Linked DNA regions of Mus musculus: all the other regions are linked to region 1. The links are chromatin contacts, called in public HiChIP or PLAC-seq and promoter capture Hi-C maps. All regions are on one chromosome and are shown on one strand. Each heading gives the region's core, a stretch centred on a gene start, on an enhancer-like site or on the middle of the called end of the contact. The rest is flanking DNA. Distances are from core to core; before and after follow the strand shown.

Evidence for each region. Promoter capture Hi-C pulls out the DNA fragments that hold promoters and counts their contacts. HiChIP or PLAC-seq counts read pairs in DNA pulled down with a chosen protein or histone mark. Capture Hi-C pulls out chosen DNA fragments and counts their contacts.
Region 2: a promoter capture Hi-C map of liver shows a contact between it and region 1, with 2.8 times the contacts expected there. The contact joins the promoter of Fam118a here to the promoter of Samm50 in region 1. A contact is called at or near these places in 3 of 39 promoter capture datasets (the 3T3-L1 cell line, the C10 cell line and pre-B cells), 3 of 484 Hi-C or Micro-C datasets (the G1E-ER4 cell line and regulatory T cells), 2 of 115 datasets of contacts at active chromatin or transcription factors (effector CD8 T cells and memory CD8 T cells) and 2 of 9 other capture datasets (liver and pancreatic islet).
Region 3: a contact with region 1 is called in a promoter capture Hi-C map of hippocampal neurons, with 2.0 times the contacts expected there. The contact joins the promoter of Upk3a here to the promoter of Samm50 in region 1. A contact is called at or near these places in 1 of 39 promoter capture datasets (hippocampal neurons) and 1 of 9 other capture datasets (liver).
Region 4: a promoter capture Hi-C map of pre-B cells shows a contact between it and region 1, with 2.5 times the contacts expected there. The contact joins the promoter of 5031439G07Rik here to the promoter of Samm50 in region 1. A contact is called at or near these places in 2 of 39 promoter capture datasets (the C10 cell line and pre-B cells), 2 of 484 Hi-C or Micro-C datasets (both in the G1E-ER4 cell line), 1 of 115 datasets of contacts at active chromatin or transcription factors (bone marrow-derived macrophages) and 2 of 9 other capture datasets (adipose tissue and pancreatic islet).
Region 5: a promoter capture Hi-C map of pre-B cells shows a contact between it and region 1, with 5 times the contacts expected there. The contact joins the promoter of Phf21b here to the promoter of Samm50 in region 1. A contact is called at or near these places in 3 of 39 promoter capture datasets (hippocampal neurons, liver and pre-B cells), 2 of 484 Hi-C or Micro-C datasets (cerebral cortex and embryonic stem cells), 1 of 115 datasets of contacts at active chromatin or transcription factors (memory CD8 T cells) and 1 of 9 other capture datasets (liver).
Region 6: a contact with region 1 is called in an H3K27ac HiChIP or PLAC-seq map of microglia, with 4 times the contacts expected there. The contact joins the promoter of Mcat here to the promoter of Samm50 in region 1. A contact is called at or near these places in 1 of 39 promoter capture datasets (trophoblast stem cells), 1 of 484 Hi-C or Micro-C datasets (muscle stem cells) and 2 of 115 datasets of contacts at active chromatin or transcription factors (extraembryonic endoderm stem cells and microglia).
Region 7: a contact with region 1 is called in a promoter capture Hi-C map of 3T3-L1-derived adipocytes, with 4 times the contacts expected there. The contact joins the promoter of Ttll12 here to the promoter of Samm50 in region 1. A contact is called at or near these places in 9 of 39 promoter capture datasets (the 3T3-L1 cell line, 3T3-L1-derived adipocytes, HPC-7-derived erythroid cells and 4 more), 2 of 484 Hi-C or Micro-C datasets (both in the G1E-ER4 cell line) and 5 of 115 datasets of contacts at active chromatin or transcription factors (bone marrow-derived macrophages, embryonic forebrain, embryonic stem cells and 2 more).

What each region holds. Positions count from the first base shown.
Region 1 is chr15:84,190,896-84,193,625 of GRCm38.p6, reverse strand. It overlaps Samm50 (SAMM50 sorting and assembly machinery component), which reads right to left and starts at 1,386. Exons shown (of 15, transcript NM_178614.5): 1 at 1,242-1,386. The coding sequence starts at 1,262.
Region 2 is chr15:85,035,681-85,038,410 of GRCm38.p6, reverse strand. Fam118a (family with sequence similarity 118, member A) reads right to left here and starts at 1,349. Exons shown (of 9, transcript NM_133750.4): 1 at 1,167-1,349.
Region 3 is chr15:85,015,818-85,018,547 of GRCm38.p6, reverse strand. Upk3a (uroplakin 3A) reads right to left here and starts at 1,407. Exons shown (of 6, transcript NM_023478.2): 1 at 1,277-1,407; 2 at 367-522. The coding sequence starts at 1,328. It overlaps Gm52194 (a long non-coding RNA gene), which reads left to right. Exons shown (of 3, transcript XR_003951558.1): 2 at 894-1,032; 3 at 1,236-1,404.
Region 4 is chr15:84,986,640-84,989,369 of GRCm38.p6, reverse strand. It overlaps 5031439G07Rik (RIKEN cDNA 5031439G07 gene), which reads left to right and starts at 1,399. Exons shown (of 10, transcript NM_001033273.3): 1 at 1,399-1,761. The coding sequence starts at 1,698. It overlaps Gm39558 (a long non-coding RNA gene), which reads right to left and starts at 1,335. Exons shown (of 4, transcript XR_875533.1): 1 at 1,238-1,335; 2 at 1-215.
Region 5 is chr15:84,854,707-84,857,436 of GRCm38.p6, reverse strand. It overlaps Phf21b (PHD finger protein 21B), which reads left to right and starts at 1,308. Exons shown (of 13, transcript NM_001081166.2): 1 at 1,308-1,772; 2 at 2,633-2,698. The coding sequence starts at 1,719.
Region 6 is chr15:83,554,364-83,557,093 of GRCm38.p6, reverse strand. It overlaps Mcat (malonyl CoA:ACP acyltransferase (mitochondrial)), which reads left to right and starts at 1,383. Exons shown (of 4, transcript NM_001030014.2): 1 at 1,383-1,823. The coding sequence starts at 1,407.
Region 7 is chr15:83,593,765-83,596,494 of GRCm38.p6, reverse strand. It overlaps Ttll12 (tubulin tyrosine ligase-like family, member 12), which reads left to right and starts at 1,338. Exons shown (of 14, transcript NM_183017.2): 1 at 1,338-1,546. The coding sequence starts at 1,385. Gm52182 (a long non-coding RNA gene) reads right to left here. Exons shown (of 2, transcript XR_003951515.1): 2 at 1,049-2,158.

The DNA of each region.
Region 1 (2,730 bases), core at 137-2,636:
GCAGATGTCACTGTGGTTCACACTTCTGCCACAGCTCAGTATCCTCCAGGACCTGTTTACCAATGGGGATTCTCTCACTACGTAGTGTTTGTTTTGTTTTGTTTTTAGACAGGGCCTCACTATATAGCTCTCGCTGGCCTAAAATTCACTGCATAGACAGGGCTGGACTTGAACTCACAACAAATTCACTGTATCTGCCTCCTGGGTGCTGAGATTAAGGGTGTGTAGTGCCATGCCTAGCTACTGGATCTATAAGCCCAGCTACTCAAAGGTATGAAGGATTCCAAATTCAAGGCCAGCCTGGACTACAGACTGAGCTCCAGGCTGGCCCTGACAGCCTAGTGAAGGAAAATAGTTGAAGAGATCTATGGATATAGCTCAGTGAGTGCTTGCCCGAGATACTGACACATGCTCGTCAGAAGCTTAGACAAGACTACTAATATGAGGCTAGCCTGGGCTACAAAGCCAAAGTCAGAAATAGGGATGGAGGAGATGCTGAGACAGCACAAGGGTCTTCTATAGTTTGCTCTGCCCATTTATGGGGAGGGAGCTCATTCTGCCCAATTCCAGGTTGCCAACTCAATGAAAGCCAACTCAAAAGTGAGGACAGATCGGCAGGCACAGGCACTCGCCCCTTAGGGCCTAATCACCAGAGTTCCATTCCCCAGTTTCCACACCACAAAGTAGGAGAAAACTGACTCCAGCTGTTGTCTTCTGACCTCCACATGCATGCACACACACACACACACACACACACACCCCTTTTTAAGCAATAGTGCTGGGTTGGAGCGATGGGTTCAGCAGGTACTGCTCTTGCAGAGGACCAGAGTGGTTCCTGACACCTATAAGGAGGCTCACAACTCTCTGGAACTACAGTTTCAGGGGATCAATTGCCCCCTTCTGGCCTCCACGGGCTATGCACACAAAGTGCGCGCGCACACACACACACACACACACACACACGCGCGCGCGCGCACACACTGGTGCACATAATAGTAACTGGAAACTGTAAAACAAGGCTGCAAAATAACTTGTTGTGTCTTGTCTTCTGACAAACCCTTCTTCCAAGCCTTGGTGCTGTAAGGTCACCTGGGGAAATTCCGCTGAATGACCTTGGGCAAGTCACCACTGCCCTCCCGACCGCGACAGACAGCCTCCGGCCCAAAGCAGCTCCCACACCCTCGCTGCCGCCCTTGCCCCAGGCGCGCGTGTCCCGCCCAGCCGCCGCGGGGGCCTCTCACCCGGGCGTGCACTGTCCCCATGGCTCCCTCTCCGGCTGCTGCCCCAAGGCGGTGCCCGCGCCCAACCAAACTCAGCTACAAACACAAGAGGCTCGGCTACAGGTCACGGAAGCTGCGTGCCGAGCGCCGCCATGTTGTACCACCTAGGGTCCGCCCCCTGACTCAAGACCCTCCGCTCATTGGTCCGTATGAGAGAGTGACCCGGATGTTCACAAGAACGCCAGGAAGCCCAGTGCAAGCGTGGAGCGTTCAGTGACGCCCAGAAAGCTGCGGTTATGGGCAGAGCTGGTCCCGTGAAAAGGCAACGGAGCTGAGCTCCTCGTTGTATGGGGGCTTACCCCGGTCTAGTCCTTGGAGCCTCAGTTCCACTTCTAAGGTGTGAGCAGAAGGGCGCAAGGAAGACAGAGTGTGTGCTCCGGGAACCGACGGGTCCAGTAAAAAGGGTCTGGGCTGAGGATGGGGTGGAGGCGTCTTTAAAGAGAGTTCGGTATGTAAAGATACTTGCCTCCAAGCCTGACAGCTTGGTTCAATCCTGCAGACCCACATGGTGTTAGGAGCGAACAGACTCTCAGAAGTGAATAAATTTCGCCTTCCCAGACTCCTCAGAAATGTGTATGACATTTAATTTATGTATTTACTTATTTATGAGACAGGGTTTCTCTGTGTAGCCCTGGCTGTCCTGGAACTCACTCTGTAGACCAGGCTGGCCTCGAACTCAGAAATCCGCCTGCCTGTCTCCCAAGTGCTAGGATTAAAGGCGTGCGCCACCACTGCCTGGCGACATTATATTTCATTTAAAGGTTTTTCCTGTGTAGGCCCGAGTGTCCTGGAACTTGCTCTGTAGACCAGGCTGGCCTCGAACTCACTGAGCTCCATCTGCCCCTGGCCTCCAAGTGCTGGAATTAAAGGTGCATGGACCACCACCACCCACATTCATATTTTTAAAAAATACTTATTTATTTATTATATGTAAGTACACTGTAGCTGTCTTCAGACACTCCAGAAGAGAGCATCAGATTTCGTTACGGATGGTTGTAAGCCACCATGTGGTTGCTGGGATTTGAACTCAGGACCTTTGGAAGAGCAGTTGACACGCTTAACCGTTCAGCCATCTCACCAGCCCCAGATTCATATTTTTTAAAAGATGAATGGAGCTCTCTTGAGTGTTCAGGTGAGGACGGTTACATAAACAAAAAAGACAGCTGTGCGTTTGTGTTTTGGTAGCAGAAACAGTTACTGTGCCTCAAAAGAATAATGTAATAAAAGCCACTGGTAGCTCTGAACTGCAGTTTACTAAAGATAGAGTGGGGTTCCTGTCCTCTGACCTGCAGTCAACCTGACACCACTGCACTTGACCACTGAAGCCTAGCTTCCTTTTCCATCCCCTCCTTCCGGGACACTCCTGACCTTTTTCTCGTTAAGCATCTGCAAAGATGGGGCCCATGTTCCCGTGAATCTGAGCCTGACACCATGCAGGGATTCATGAATA
Region 2 (2,730 bases), core at 100-2,599, 840 kb before region 1:
CCCAAGCCCCAGCTGCCTTGAAGGCACTCTTAAGTACCACCAACTTGGCTAATCCCCACCTCCCAACCCTTACCAGCTGGAGCTGTGTCATCTGCCTCCAGCACCCAGCACTGGGCCGCAGAGGGTATCCACTCCCTCTTTAAAAATGCCTGGCCCTTGCCTTTCACAATCATCAGGCCATGTTCTTTCTTGGGGCTTTACCTCAGGGTACCAGACTGCCGGTGTAGCAAGCAAGTCAAGGACTGTTTATCAATGACAATAGCCCGAGGAAAGGATAATCCTTGTTCTAGAGATTTCCAGGACTGAAAATGATAAGATGTGTACCATTTGGCCCCAAACCTCCACCTCAGGGAAGACAGCCACCCTTAAATCAGGATCCCAGAAAGATGGACCTTTAGTTTACCTTCGTCCCATCAATTAGACCACTGTAATCAAGCTTTACTTTCCTGGACTGGTTTTGGTGGGCTGTGTGTGGTAACAGAAACTACCACACATTGAGGGCACAATCTAAAAGAGCTTTGACTGCCCAACTCCCGTTACTCCCAGCGCTGCCATTCTCCACAATGAGTCGGTCCCACACCAGCCTCCACTGCACGGTGAAAACAAACGCACATGCGAAGCCCCACATCCCACCTCCTCTTTGGTTATGCGTGGTCCTCTGTTGACCTATCAGATGGTGCTACTTTTATCCCTATTTACAATTCACAAACCTCAAGAACACTCTAGTAGAAGCTGAAAAGCTCTGTGGACCTCAAGATAGAGAGCAGGAGGCAGGAGATCCTAGGAAGGAAGGTCTCTAGGGATAGGTGGGTCTGAAGGCCTCTCCACCCAAGAAAGGATGGGAGTCTATGGGCCTGGAGACCCGAAGCTTTGGAGTTGGACCAGAGGGGATCTGTTGGACTTCTGGAGAAGATATAACGGTCTCGGGCCCTGAAGCCGCCGAGGTCTGTGTGCTGAGTCTGAGGGAAATCTGGAGGATGGTGAGGTTTTCTAGGTGTGGAAGGTAATCAGGTCCACAGGTGGCCGCGGACCCAGGCAGCCCAGGGGATGTCGGAGGCAGGGTCCCCAGCGCATCAGAGGGCACTAGGGTCCTGGGCACCCTAGGCGGGTTTTGAGGGCTGGGGAGACGCGAGGCGCTGGCACCCAGCCCCGACCCGCCGCCTCACCTGCCGTGCCACGGAGACACCAGTGTCGCTCGCGCTCTCGCCGCCTCCCACCCGGGTCGCGCCCCTTCGGCTGGGTGGAGCCGCCGGGCGCTGCGCCGGATGGCGCTGCGCGTGCACCACGCCGAGCCTGCCCAGCCGAATCCGCAGCGCTCTCTCAAGGCCTTCCCCCCGCGCGCGCGCACTGCCCGCGCGAACGTTCCGCCCTGAAATCAACGGCCCCGCGGCAACGGGAAGCCCCGCCCGAAGGGGCGTGGCCACGACGCGTCCCGCCCCCAAGAGAAGCTACGATTGGACCCACGGACTGTGCTGTCGTGTCCACGATGAGCCTGGTCTTAAGAGACTGAATGTCTCGCGGCCAGTCTTCCCAGCGCTGTTTTGTCTTCAGTTTCCCCATCTGCACGCCTGGACAGCCCCGCGGAAACGCAGAAGGCGTTGAGCTCGGCCGGAACCACCCTTGGGCAACCACTTCCAGCCGGGCTCACTCCATCTACCTCAAGCCACAGGCTGTACAGCCTGTGCCCTTCCCCAGCCTAGCATGCTTCACGTCCTCCCCGCAGTGACCGACTCCCTTACCACGTGTCAGAGTAGGCGTCTGGCCCTTCCGATGTGCCTCTTGGACACGTCTAGCTTGGGCTTAGATCCAGGGACTAATGAGCATATGTACCCAGGTTCAGCACCTGTTAATCGGGTGAACTCAGTGCCCACCCCGAACGTTCGAGAGTACACGTGGGTGGGCTCTGCGCTGGAGCACTCAGCATGAGGACCTTTAAAAGTCAATGACACCTCTCCTTTCTCTAAATAAGGCTGGGATGGATCAAAGCCTATTTCCTCTTCCTCATCTTCCCAGGTCGGCCTGCCCAGGCAAGTTATTTGGACTTCCTCTACCTCTGGCTCCTTTTTTTCTACATGGGTTTGCTGTAAGCATCCCTTCAGCCCCATAAGAAAAATGCATGTGTAATAAAACCTGGGTTTTTGTTCTTTTCTTTTTGAGACAGGGTTTTATGTGGCTTTGGCTGTCCTAGAACTAGCGCTGTAGAACAGGCTGGCCTCAAGCTCACAGAGTTCCACCTACTCTGTGGGTGTAAGGTATACAAAATCACTACCTGGCCAGCTTGAAATTTGTGGCACCAGAGCCCAGAACAGTGGTTTGAACACCTGAGTCTGGGTACCTACTAAGTAGCTGGCCTTTGAGAAAATGTTTTTTTCAGTCCTCAGGACATCTCCCATGAGGATGGCACCCCATTTACTGCAATTAACAGCAGGAGAGGAGGAAGCCCAGAGAAGTTGTATTGGCAATACCAACCATGCATTGGCTTCAAAGGTCTGGGCTTCCCACTACTAGACTGAACAATTTACATGTGATGCAATTTAGTTCACAAGCTCCTGCTTCCATAAAGGGTCCTAAGACTTGAACCTGTGACACTGGAGAAGTTCCCGGGTTACAGGAAGGAAGTTGTTCAAGGAGACTGTAGGCTAGGAGCTGAGGAGTTAGAACCCACAGCACACCACCCACACACTGGATGCCCTCCAAGATCCAGTGTGGCAGAGCCTCAGTAATCCCAAC
Region 3 (2,730 bases), core at 158-2,657, 820 kb before region 1:
AACAACCCTAGGCTCAAAGGCCTGTGAGATCAGAATGTAGCTGTCCAAACCCCAGAGAGGGGCCCCCACCCCGTCTTCATCCCCTACTCTACCATAATACCCTGCATGCTGCTTGCAGACAGTGGCTCTAAAGTGGGCAAGGCAGCTGGTGCTAGGCTGGTGCTGGGAAACTGGTGTGGCTCCCTCCCACCAGCCTGGTAAAGGGCAGGTCTGGGGCCACAACCACAATGGTGTCAGTGTGTGTGAGAGCAGTGATAAGTGAAGGCATCCTGGACCTTCATAGACATGCAATATCCCACCCCCCACTTTCCCCCTCTTCCCCGTAGACTGTCAAGTGGCGCTTTTGGAGGGAAGCGGGTCCCTTACCTGAGTCGACCATAGCATAGAGGTAAACCTCGTAAGAGCCGCTGAGTGGCTCTGAGCTATCAAACATGCACAGAGGCTTCTCCAAGGCCACGGTGGTGAGGGTAGGGTTGTTGGTGGCAAAGGTCACACTGGCCAGTTGGGGCTGGAGGTTCACAGCTGGGGAAGGCAATGAGGGTAGGAGCTGACCTCTGGGCCCTTGCTGCAGGTCCAGTACTGGGTTTGGTCCTCCCAATGGGTCATCCCATGAACTTTTCTCCTGTTCCCTGTGCCCACCTTGCTGGTCATTCTGGGCAGACACATCCCTACCCCACCTCAGTCAGACAGCTGCTGCCCTCTAGCTGTCTCCATAAGGTCTCTCTGCCTCCACCCCTCACTCTCTTCACTTGAACGGTCTACCCTAACAAGCAAGCCTCATCCGTTTTCCTTTCTCTCAGACCCTTTGTGGCTCCCCCACTGGCTTCCCTCATAGTCTCTGAGGAAAGACAGTGAGGTCCCGAAGTTCACAGCTTTTTCATGTCTACTCTCAGCTTCAACCCCTGCAGGCTTCTCCTCACTATCTGCCCGGGCCATAAGGATCAACAAGCCAATGCCAGGATGGAACATCCCTCCCACTCCAAGAACTTGCCGTTCTACCTCCCCTCAGTTCAGGGGTCACCACAGGACTGGGTGAGTCTGCTCTCTGCAGCCCCTGTGTGGTGTTCCCTAGCAACAACCATCACAGAATTGAGGCCAGCCCAAGGGTGGGCGCTGGGATTCCCATCAGTTTCTATTACTACAGCTGCTAACATCTGTGTCCCTAATGCAGGCGCCTATTCCTGAACCCCCTAAATGAGATTCCTAGTGCCACTCAGTGTCTCCACTCCCCTCAGGCCTCCCTGGACACGCCCTGGAGGTCTTCTCCCCGGCTTACTCCAGCCACACCGCAGGCATCCGAGAGCCAGCAGGGCCCAGAGCAGGAGCATCGCCCGAGATGAGCCTTCGCGATGCACTCTGCCTGAGAACGCGCACCTGCTCCCTGCAGCTCCGCTCACCTGTCACCAGCAAGGGCATGCCCCGCCCCTCTCAAACGGACCAATCCGAAGCCTCCCCTTGAGATATTTGCATACAGTCCGGTCCTGGGCTCCTCCCGCCCAGAGCAACTAAAGCTCTGATCCTTCTCTTGGTCTTCTGCAAAGCTCCTAAGGTGTGCAGAAACTAAGCTGAGGTTTTCACAGTGTTGTCAGAGATAACGCAATCTCTGGAACCTCAATTTCTATACTGCAAAGTAGAGATGCTAATCCCATAAGCATCTTTGGGACCTCAACTTCTATACCGCAAAGACGCTAATTCTCATAAGCATGAGCCCATACTATGTGCCAGATACTGATAAAATTAACAGTCATGGAAAAATGAAGTCCTGGATAGTGACTCTTTCTGTTCACAGGCCGTACAAGACAGAGGCCCAAGGAGGTAAGGAAGGGGCAGGAACCTCCTCCTGAGAGGCAACGGGCAATAGTGATGCTGGGCTGGAGTGCAGCTCAGTGGTAGATGCTTGCTTGGTCCAAGTAAGACCCTGGGTTCCCTCAGCAAAACCAAGGGGGAGGGGCGGAAGAGAAGAAAACCTGCTCCTTTGTGCTGTACCTCTTCAGTTGAGGGCTCCTTCAAGATGAAACTGAACAATACCCAGCCACTGCTCTTTGACATGGATCTCGAATGCAAACATCACTGGTCCTATGAGAAACACACAGACCTAGAAATAGGGATGATGCCCTGGGTATGCTCTGGGTGAAGAGTGGAAGGGTTGTGGGCCCCCAATCAGTGGTGGGAACAACAAACAAGGTTTTCCCATGAAACAAAGTGTCTTGACCCACAGCAGAACACCCTGCTGTTGAGTAAGGGGCATTCCTGTTATGACCAACGCGAATGGGGGAAGGGAATTGTGTGTTCACAGATACTTTGTGGAAAGATGTCAATCTGAATGTTCACGACTTGATTACTGAGAGAGAGAGAGAGAGAGAGGGAGAGAGGGAGAGAGAGAGGGAGGCTATTTTTAGATTGACAGATACTACGGTGCTTCTGCTACTGGGGACCAAAAGAGCTAGCAAAACTGTGCCAACTTTTGATCTCGCTCAAGAAGATGGTGCCTGTGAACATGCTGTCAGGAAGCCCTTAAATGCACCCAAGACTCCATGTCTTGTCACTCCATGTGTCCTGCAACACAAACGCCGCCAACGTATTTCGCCGAAGAAACGACAGGCTAAAGAAAACAAGGGGGAGGCTGCAGACTGCAGAATATGCCAAGAGAACGAAGGAAGCCAAAGGAAAAAAAATGCCAGGAACAGATCGCCAAAAGATGTAGGCTGTCCTCGCTGAGAGCATCTGCTT
Region 4 (2,730 bases), core at 150-2,649, 800 kb before region 1:
CCTACCCTGAGCATCTCAGGGGAGCGGTACAAATCCCAGGTAAGGCTTGAACAGTATGCCAAAGCTGCCAATTTCCTGCTCTGGAGTGGTTTCCACACCTTGTGGTCCCACCCCACCTTCCTTAGAGACAATCTTCCTCAGCAGGCCTCTCTCCAGTCTCCATCACACAGCCTGCATTTATTGGGCGCTGGGAATACAGTTGTCAGAAGCCAGGCCTGAGGAATACACAGTGTCTTAGTTAGAGCTGCCATGGTGCAATGTCACAGACGGGAGGCTTAAACCATTCTGAGGACTGGGAAGCCCAAGGGAAAGGGGCTGGTTTTCTGAGACGCCTCCTACAGCTATGCAGTGTGATGTCAGGGGAGTGGTAAGGATGCTGTGCCTAGGAATAATAGAACAGGAGGCAGGCAAGATATAGTTTGTTTGTTTTTGAGGAAATGTATTGGAGGACACTGGGATCCAAAGGAGACAGGAGACTAGGAGAAGGGTATCCCAGACAGGGTGAAGAAGAGTCGGGGCAGACAGAACTTTATGCTTAGCATGATTGTGAGAATTTGACACTGGAAATGTAACTGGCTGAGACCAGCAGTGCATGGTCACCTACCCTGGTCCTGGGAAAGGACCACCGAGTGAGTTCAGAACGTGGCTTCTGGCGGCTGCTCCCTGCATCTTCCTCTTTTAGCACAGGGATGGATGCCCAGCTGGACCTTGGCCTTTAATTAGGATCACATGCAAGCTGATCTGATCCACCTCTGGCCTCTAGTCAGCACAGGAGCTAAGACAGGAAGCAACTCTCTGACCCCTTTTCCTAAGTGTTCAGCAGAGGAAACTGAGGCGTCCCAGGAGACCTCCGAAAGGAGGTGGTAACTTCTTGTTGAGTTTTGTGAAGCAAGTTTTTAGCAGAACCTACTTGGAAGGTTCAGACAGAAATAAGCAGAGCTGGTGTGCTGGAGGCTTCAGGGAATGCACAGGGCGGTGACAAAGCGCAAAATCAGTGAGGCGCAGAGGGGGCGGCTCAGAGGCGTGACTCTACTGGAGGGGGGGCGGGGGGCGGGAGAAAGTGGACTCAGGGTTGGGGAACACGGGCAGCAGGGAAGGTCAGCAGGCCAAGGAAGGTGTGGGAATGAGATGACGAGAACGTCACGCGACAGGTTGGAGCGAGGACGCGATGGGCTTTTGAAGTTGGCAGCAGCTGGTCGCAAGGAAGTAGGCGGGGCCAGGACCAGGGACGACTCACCGCCTTGCCCAGAGATCTGGGCGGAGTTTTAGGAGTATGAGGCAGGGCCTTTGCGTGTCGGGGGCGGGGAAAGGGCGGGTTTGGGGGCGGGCCCGCGTCGGGGGTGGGGCCTGGGCGGTGTCGAGCGCGCGCGGGCGGGCGGTGGCGGAGCTGAGGATCGCAGTGCTCCGCTGTGCTCCGAGGTCGGCGGTGGCGACGGCGGCGGCGGCGACGCACACAAAAGCGGATTGTGGCTTCACTGGTGCTCGCGGCGGGCGGCAGCGGGGCACGGGCGGCGGGGCGTGTCGGTGGCCCCCGCGGGCGCGGCGCGGGCGATGAGCCGGGGCCCGGCATGGCCTCCGCGCGGCCGCCGGGCAGGGCCTGTGCCTCGGCGTCCGCGCCCGCGGGGCTCCGGGCTGGGCCGGCCGCCTCCCGGGAGTCCGTGGACAGCAGCGAAGCGGAGGAGCGCTCGTTGCAGCACATGCTGCGCGCCATAGCCGAGGAGCGCGGACGCCTTAGCCTGCGCCGTGAGGTCTGCGGCCTGGGTGAGTGACGGGGACGGGCGCGCGCGTGAGTGTCCGCGCGAGTCCACCTCCGCTAGTCCCCCTGTGCTCCTTGCCCTCCGTGCATCCCCACCGCCCTGGGCTCTGTCTTTCGGGACCCCAAGTCTCAGTGTCTTTTTGGTACCACAGAACCCCGATCCTTGTGTCTCCGCGTCCCTATCTTCCTCTGACCGCCAGGATATCTGTCCCAGCTCCTTCTTCCTCTTCGTGGTTCCTTAACTCTTCTTCCTTCTCCTGGAAGATCTGGGGGCCCCACTGCTGCTGCAGGGAGTGTGGGCGTGAGATTTTGGGAGGCCCTTGAGTTCAGAGTTCAAGGCAGTGTGCCCTGACCACATTCCCCAGCCCACATGGAAGACCGCGGCTCTTGATTGCTGTAGCCTTTGTCTTTCTGCACCTAAAGGTCCTCTTGTCCATTAGCTCTACAAGGGACCTGTTGGGCCTCTGCCCCTTGACCCACCTACTTAGCACTGGAATCAGGGATTTGCTACAGCCTCTCCGGGTGTGATTCTGGTCTAAGGAGTCATTCAGCTGCTGGGTGGGGTGGGGGTGTCTCATTGTTTGAAAGGGCCTGGGAGGTGTGGGTGGGGTCGTCTTGGATGTGAGGTAATGCATAACTGATACATTTGCCCAGAACCATGTGGCAGAAACCCCCTCCCCTATAATCTTGGGCTTGTCATTTTCTCTAAAAAAAAAAAAAAAGACCCCTCCCTTCTTCATGTAAGGAATGACTTCATTCTATGTTGTGTCCCCTCACCCCCACCTCCCTGTCAGGGCTTGAGTTCTCTTTGAGGGAAGTAACAGCCTTCTAGATCCTGTCAGTGCTCCAAAGTGGAAGTGTACCCTGGTACCCTGGTAGGACCACAGTAGCAGAGGGAGAGGGTAACACCTGGAACTCAGGGTCCCTTGGTAGGCCACGCCCGGGAGGCTCTGTGAAAAGCAGAAGTGAATTTC
Region 5 (2,730 bases), core at 59-2,558, 660 kb before region 1:
GCACATGCCCCTCCTGGTCCTCCAAACACCAGTCTTCACCTAGGCTGCTGTCCTCCCCAGCAAAAGACATGAGTGGAGCTTTGAGCATGGCTCCTGTAACAGAGGCTTGCCTAGTATGCTCCAGCCCCTGGATCCTCTGCACCTCTAACTACAAAATGGGGGGGGGGGTTGAAAGAAAAAATGGGGAGTGGGAGACATTGTCTTGACTTGAGTCTAACCCAGAAGTGGGAGGAACCAGTTTAGTCAGCCAGTTAGATCGTTGTCATCTTTGTCGACTGTGACCAATACTGTATATGGCTCTAACAACACTGGTGTTCTGGTGTGTGTGTGTGTGTGTGTGTGTGAGAGAGAGAGAGAGAGAGAGAGAGAGATTTCTCCTGAGGGGTAAAGGAAATATGTAGACTGTTGGCATCCATTGAAGAGACATTTCTGACTGGTGTGCCTGAGTTTTCTTTTCTTTCCTTCCTTCCTCCTTTTCTTGTGACCCACGGAAAGAGTTAGTTATGAGTCTCTATCAATTCACGGTTACTCTGACACAGAGGCCCCCCTTTCCCTGGCCTCTTTGAAACACACTAGTGTGCTAGCGCCCAGCAGGGCACAAAGCCCCGACATTAATTGATGAGGACAGGAAACTCCGCCGCAGTAATCTCTGAGACGTTGACCCCGGCCCCGGGACTGGGAATTCTGAAATGTCATCTCCGCAGCTGTAGTTATGATTGCTTTATGTCACACTGACCTGTCGTGTTTACGATTTTTAACAACTGTCTGGAAAAAAAAAAGTCTAGGGACATCTGTTGAGAGTTTAATTGTGAGTGTAAAAAAAATCATTAAAGGACCAATCAAGAGATCAGTTTTCATACTATTTAAATACCACAGCGGCCATTAGGCGCTGGGACTCCGGCGACAGGACTGATTTAGTTCCCCAGTCTCAGTGCTAGGCGCTGCGGGAGAGGACCGGGTGATTTAAATAAAACCGGAGAGCGAGGCGAGAAGGGGAAGCGGAGGAGGGAGGAGGTGCAAGAAGCAGGAGGGTGGCATCTCAGTTTGCTGCGGGAATTGTCGCTCCGGGAGTGGGACTGTGAAAGCATTCCCTGCTCCCCGTGCTCTCGGCTGCGCACCGAGGAGATCGCTCGGGCGCCCAGATCTCAGAGCCGCGACTTTGCGCTCCGCTCAGCCGCCACTTTTGTTTCCTGAGCCTGGTCGCTGGGCCGAACGCAATGCGCACGCGCGGGCCGGGCGGGGCGGGGCGGGGCGGGCAGCGGGTTCCCGGCACCGCCTCCTGCCGCCCCGGCCCGCTCCATCCGGGCACTGCCGAATTAGCATCGTGCCGAGGCACAACTTTGCCGCGGCCCCAGCGAGATCCAGGCGCGCGCGCCGGAGGAAATATAGTCCCTGCCGGCGGTCAGCTGGCGCGGGCGGCGACAGGGCGCGCGCTGGGGGGCTGCGCGGGGCTCCCGGCGCCTGGGGGCCATGCGCCGGGCGGCGCAGGCAGCCCGGGCACCCGGCGCAACTTAGCGGCAGCCGGAAGAGTTGGGCGCCAGCTCGCCTTTCTTCCCTCTCGTCAGCCTCCTTTCCTATCGGCGCTGCAGGAGGGAACTCGTGTCTCTCTGTGCCCGGGACACCGGATCCGAGCTCTCCCGGTCTGGTTCCCGCCGAGCCGCACAACTTCCTGCGAGCTCCGGCCAAAGTGAGCGCAAAGTGCTGCCCAAGTTGCGGCGATGGAGCTGCAAAGCCGGTCCGAGGCGCTCGCGGTGGAACTCGCGCGCCACCAGGTAGGTAGTCCCGGATACTGGACCGGGGAGCCTTAGTGGCCCGGGGAGTGGAGGCGAGAGGGATCGAAGCTCCGTATCTAACTCTTGGTCTCAGGGGTGCTGGAAGCAGGCCCCTTCCTGGAACATGTCCCGGGGCTGGGATGGAACCCTTAGTTCTCCCTCTCCCCCTCGCTTCCGTGCGATCCAGCACTGTTTGCAGATCCAGGGTTCGTGGGACCCCAGCGTGGCGTCTTCTCTGCCACTGCCCCGTTTGCACAACTCGGGCGACCGGAAAGGGGACCCTCCTAGAGCTGCCCAGGGAACAGGGTGCATGGACCGGCCAGCTCCTAGCCTCCTGCTCCGGGCCCAGCCCGGCACCGACCCTCACTGTTAGCAAAAGTAGTTTGGCGATTGTGACTCCGGCGAGAGGCGGCCGGTGCCCGAGTGATATTGCGGCGTGCGCGTGTGTGTGTTGGGGAGATTAGGACGCGACTTGAATATTTATGAGCTTTGCTCGACACGGACTCGCCGTGTTTACTTGGCTCTTTGTTCGTCCCCCCTCCCCCGGCACACACTCTTACACTCACTCGCACCCGCACCCCGGCCTGCAAACTTGCACGGCTCGGGGCGCGCCGCCGGGTGGCCTCGGCCCCCGCCCCGCCCCGGGAGCTGCCCCAATGAGGCGGCAGCCACAGGTAAGCTGCTTCGCGCGACATTGCACGGTGGCCCGTGTGAGGAAAGCGGTCCCGGAAAGTTGGGGCGCGTTGGGGTCGGCTTGGTCCGCCAGGCAGTGGGTGGTGGGGATGCGGGGCTCGGGGCTCGCCTGCTCGCCCCCCCCCCCGGGGCGGCCAGGCTGAGCCCGCTCCTCTGTGTCTTCATAGAACGGCGACCTCAAGAAGCAGCTCCACGAAAGGCAGCCACGGATCGCAGCGCTCAGCGACAAACAAGTAAGGAGGGGCCTATCCCCCACAGGGGACCG
Region 6 (2,730 bases), core at 134-2,633, 640 kb after region 1:
CTCGAACAGGTTCACCGGTCTCAGAAAACGAGGCCAGGGAAATCGCCATGTAGACAGGGAGGCAAAGATGGGGGAGCAGAAAGAGAAAGAGGAAACATTCTGAACAAAGAGGGAATGCAAAGACGGAGAGAGCTGGGGTGGCTGTAACACACCTGGCACAGCTGGCTAAGGCCGGTAATGAGGTAAGCAGTTGCTAGGTCCCTGAGTGAAGGCCAGTGGAACTGCCTGTATACTAACAGAGTTAGGGCTAGGGCACCCGGGTTTGGATACAGAAGAGTTAGTTATCTGCAAGCCATGAAACAGATTCTTTCCAGACACTGAATCTGCAAGTGCTGAGCTTGATCTTGGACTTTTCAGCCTCAAGAACTCTGACATATAATTTCGATTATTAAGCCCTTAAGTCTATGGCATTGGTATGCCAGCCAGAGCAAACTGAGACATACCTCCAAATAGATCTTCTCATTGTAAAGGCTGTGGTGAGTATTGAGGTGGGGGCGGGGATGGATTTCCTGGGCACCTTAGCAGAGACTGGCAGGAAATGAGAACAGATCAGAGTTCTGGAAAAGGGGTGCAGGGCTCAGGTAAGGATCAGTGTGACCCAGACTCACAATAGCTCTCAGAGACTGCATAAGCACAACTTCCAGTGCCATTCTGTGACTAACCATATAGTACACAATCTTTACGACGTTTGTCTCCTTGTTTGTAAACTGAGGATTTATTTATTTATTGAGACAGAGCTTCTCTGAGTGTGTGTGTGTATGTTTGTTTGAGTGTGTGTGTGTATGTGTTTGTTTGTTTGTTTGTTGAGATAGGGTTTCTCTGAGTAGCCCTGGCTGTCCTGGAACTGCTCTGTGGACGATGCTGGCCTCGAACTCAGATCCGCCTGCCTCTGCCTTCAAAATGCTGGAATTAAAGGTGCGCCACTACCACTCGGCTATAAACTGTGGAATTTAAAAAGCGAATCTGACTTGTACTTGGTTCCACCGCACGGAGATTTACTAGCTTCCTATTATGATTTGGACACCTCGCTGTGCTTTGTAGGCAACAAGAACTATTTGCTTAGTACGGTTGGCAGAATCATGGGCAAAACCAAGCCAACCACAGCACTTTCACGGTCTACTGGACGGTGGTGCACAATTTAGTACGTAGATACCTATTGAAGGCTCACTATGGAAGCTATCTGCGGTTCCTGGTTGGAGATGTTTAAGGAAACGCACGGACCACTCCAGGACCGACATGCAACTGCAAATAGTTTGAGAGCTGGTAAAGATGAGTAGGTAACATAGGAACGTTTTTTTACTGGCTGCCTAGATGACCCGACAGGAAATACAGGAAGGACCGCCCCGCTGCGCAGCCGCAGTGCGTCTCAGCCGCAGCGATAACGACCACCGGCTCTGCGCGTCGCAATGAGCGCTCGGGTAGCTCGGGCCGGGTGGGCCTGGCGCTCCTGGGGCCGCCGCGCCGCCTCGAGCCTCCGGGAGCCGCCGCCGGACGCCGTGGACGTGGCGGAGCTGCTGCGGGACTCCAGCGTGGCCGAGGAGGGAGCCCAGGAGGCGGTGGCGCGGCGGCGGCCACCTTCACAGTGCTCCGTGTTGCTCTTCCCCGGCCAGGGCTGCCAGGCGGTCGGCATGGGCAGCGGCCTGCTCCACCTCCCGCGTGTGCGGCAGCTCTACGAGGCCGCGCACCGGGTACTGGGCTACGATCTGCTGGAGCTGTGCCTGCGGGGGCCCCAGGAGGACCTGGACCGCACAGTGCATTGCCAGCCCGCCGTCTTTGTGGCTTCACTGGCCGCCGTGGAGAAGCTACATCATCTGCAGCCGGCGGTGAGCCGAGGAGCGAGCGCCGGACCCCGCCTTCTGGGTCTCAGGGTTCCTCAGTCTGGTTCTTATTGGTCCCCAATCTGGTCCTCGTTGATAGTATTCTAGACGCACTGCACAAAATGAGGATCCCTGCTCCAGGGGAGTTTGCATCTTAGACGACACAGACACTTCACACTTAATGCACCGAGTTAACATATCACATTAAAGATGAATGCGTTGGGCTAGAGGATCTTGGTTCGGTTCCTAGCACTCATGTGGTAGGTTCACAACCATCCATAACTCCAGTTCCATGGGATCTGATGCTATTTTATGGCCTCTGCGGGTATCAGGTATGTGCACCATGTGCACAAAACATATAAACAGGCAAAACATTCAAACACATAAATTGCTTTATTTTGGTTTTTTTCTAGACAAGGTTTTTCTGTGTAACAGCCCTGTATATCTTGAACTCGCTTTGTACACCATACTGGCCTCAAACTCGCGGAGATCCTTTTGCCTCTGCCTACCAAGTGCTGAGACCAAAGGCATGTGCCACCACACCTGGCCACACACATAAATTTTTTAAAAAGGATTTATTTATTTATTTAATGTATGTGAGTACACTGTAGCTGTACAGATGGTTGTGAGCCTTCATATGGTTGTTGAAAATTGAATTTAGGACCTCTGCTGGCTCCAGTTGGCCCTGCTCGCTCTGGCCCAAGGATCTATTTATTATTATAAATAAGTACACTGTAGCTGTCTTCAGACACACCAGAAGAGGGTGTCAGATCTCATTAATGGTGGTTGTGAGCCACCATGTGGTTGCTGGAATTTGACCTCAGGGCCTTCAGAAGAACAGTCAGTGCTCTTACCTGCTGAGCCATCTCACCAGCCCCCACATAATTTTTTTTTTTTTTTTAATTTTTGAGAG
Region 7 (2,730 bases), core at 89-2,588, 600 kb after region 1:
AAGCTGCTTGGCGAACTTCCCAAAATCACCCAGCCCCGTCCTCACAGTTTCTCTCTCTTATGCAAGGATATTCAAACCATCACATACATCTATTGAAAAAAATTTTAAACTACCCTCTATCTCATCTCCATCTAGCAAATTATATGATGAAATGATCCATGCAGTCATTGATTGATTGTTGAGGGCTTGTGGGTATATGAGTCCATGCATACAGGGAGGGAGTGTGCCATGTGCAAGTGGAGGCTAAAAGAAGATATTGGGTATCCTCATCTGCCTTTCTCTGCTTAATTTCTTGAGACAGAGTCTTTCTCTGAATTTAGGGCTCTCTTTTCCTCGATAGACAGGAAGCAAGAAAGCGGCTGGAGGTGGTAACTTATGCCTTTAATCCCAACACTTGGGAGGCAGAGGCAAGCTGATCTCTGCACTTGTGGAATAACCCTTTTGATGGCACACCAAGTTATCACAACCTTTGAATTCAACAAGGCATTCCAAGGACTGAGAAGGCTCCTCCAATCCCTAGAAAGATCTGTCCACCTTTGAGATATAACTAGGATCCCCACACGCTGGTGTCTCCCAATGCTTGACAGGTGGAGGGAGGAAGGGTTCAAGGCCAGCCTTCGAAACAAAGTGAGTTTCTTGGTCAGATTAGTCTGAGCTGAATGTGACCCTGTGGCAATATGATGATGATAACCAAGCCCTAGCAAATGGCTCAGTGGTAAAGCATTTGCCATGCAATCTTAATGACTTGCGTTTGATAAAAATGGAAAGAGAACAGACTCTACAATGTTTTGTTCTTTGCTTTCCACAAGTGCGCTGTGACACACACACAAACACACACACACACACACACACCAAAACAAAATAAAACAAAACAAGTCTGGGAAAATGGCTTAGTAGTTAACTGCTCTTGCAGATGACCCGGTTTGGATCCCAGCACCCCATGTGTAATTCCAGTTCCAAGGGACCTGACGCAGTCTCCTAACCTTCATGAGCCATATATGCACTTACATACACACTCATACACGTAAAATAAAAGCACTCACACACGTAAAATAAAAAAATAAAAATTTTAAACTAAAATTAAAAAAAAAATTCAGGCGAAACAAGATTGCAACCAGCGCAAGGGGGAGCACCTTCTGCCTCTTCCCGACCCCCTCCCCATCTCAGCTTCACCGGCTCCTTGAGGACAATCTCTCCTGATTCTGACTCTCTGGGGCTTCTAAGCAGCGTTCCCAGAATCCCTCGCGGCAGTCCTGGGATGAATGGAGAAGACACGCCCCCAGCGCGCGTGCGCACTCTTGGAACCTCGCAACCCAGGACGCAGGCGCGTGCGCGCCGTCCGCTTAAATCCTGCGGTGGGCGGCGCCGTGCTCTTCCGAGCACTATGGAGATCCAGTCCGGGCCGCAGCCTGGCAGTCCCGGCCGCGCCGAGAGGCTGAACGCGCGGCTGCTGGACGAGTTCGTGTCGCTGCACGGCCCTACGCTGCGCGCCTCGGGAGTCCCAGAGCGACTATGGGGCCGCCTTCTGCACAAGCTGGAGCACGAGGTACGAGATGGCACGGGCTGCGGGCAGGCTATGCGGTCGAGTGGGGAGCACAGCTCAGCAGCTCTGAAGGGGAGCCACTTATAAGTTCAGGAGCAGGATGTACCTGGGAGTCAGAAGGGTACAGGCCGAGAGATGCGCCTGTGCCGCCATCCTGCAGGGTTATGGGCCCGCCGAGGATGCGCAGGGACCTGCAAACCGGCATGCGCTTGGCTCGCAGCATCCCAACGCCTCGGTTGATATATTAAGAGTAGAACTCGCGACTCCACTTACGGATGAGGAAACTGAGGCTCCGGCGGATGCAGGAGCTCCTGTTAGATTCAAGCTACACCGGCATCATTTCAGTCAGCTCTGTGCAGCTCTGCTTAGTCCGTAGAACTCTGTGGAGTTGTTTCCCACGGCGTGAGTAGCAGGTCTCCCTTTGTACACTAAAGAGAATGGAGGCCCTGAGACATGGAGACGACGCTAAGAGAGGGTTTAGAAGGTCTCCCCCATCTTTTGAGAGAATGGCTCCATCCTTCACCTGAGCTAGGCTTCCACGGGGTGCCCGGCTTCTTCCGTCGGAGAACAGGGTTTGGGTGATGAAGACAGCAGCTGCTAGGCTGGGCGGAGGGTCTTTTGCGAAGCAAGAGCTTGGTTTTTCACAGGACACCACCTCCTATCTGAGACCCACTAAGCCTTCAGGTGACTGGGAGAGTCCAAAAGCTAGGATTCCCCGGTGCCTCTCAATGGGGTAGGCTTACCCTCTTTGATCTAGTTCCACACTGTGTATGGGCCAGATATTTCCTGGTTAAGCCTATACGTAGGGCTGTACTGCAGCTCACTATAGCATGCTGGCGGTTGGGAGGCGCCTCAATCCTTAGCCCTGTGGGACAGTAAAAGAGGAGGAGCCAGCCTTGTGCTAGTGTTACATTGTTGATGGTCCTGGGCAATACCGTGAGGTTATAACTGGCCGTCAGCCCCAGGGCAAGCAGCTGTAGTGACCGGTTTGGTAGGTGGAGTATTAAGTGATTTCTCTACTTCAGTCTGATTATCAGATATTACTACATCATTGGTCGAGGCTCATCTGTCAGTGGCACCTCCTTACAGAGGGTTACTTACTCCCTGTCACTAAGTTCTCTGCTCACGTGGTGTTGGGCCCTCCTCCGCACTGCTACTTTCTGCAGACTTGCCTTGATCTCAGGCCA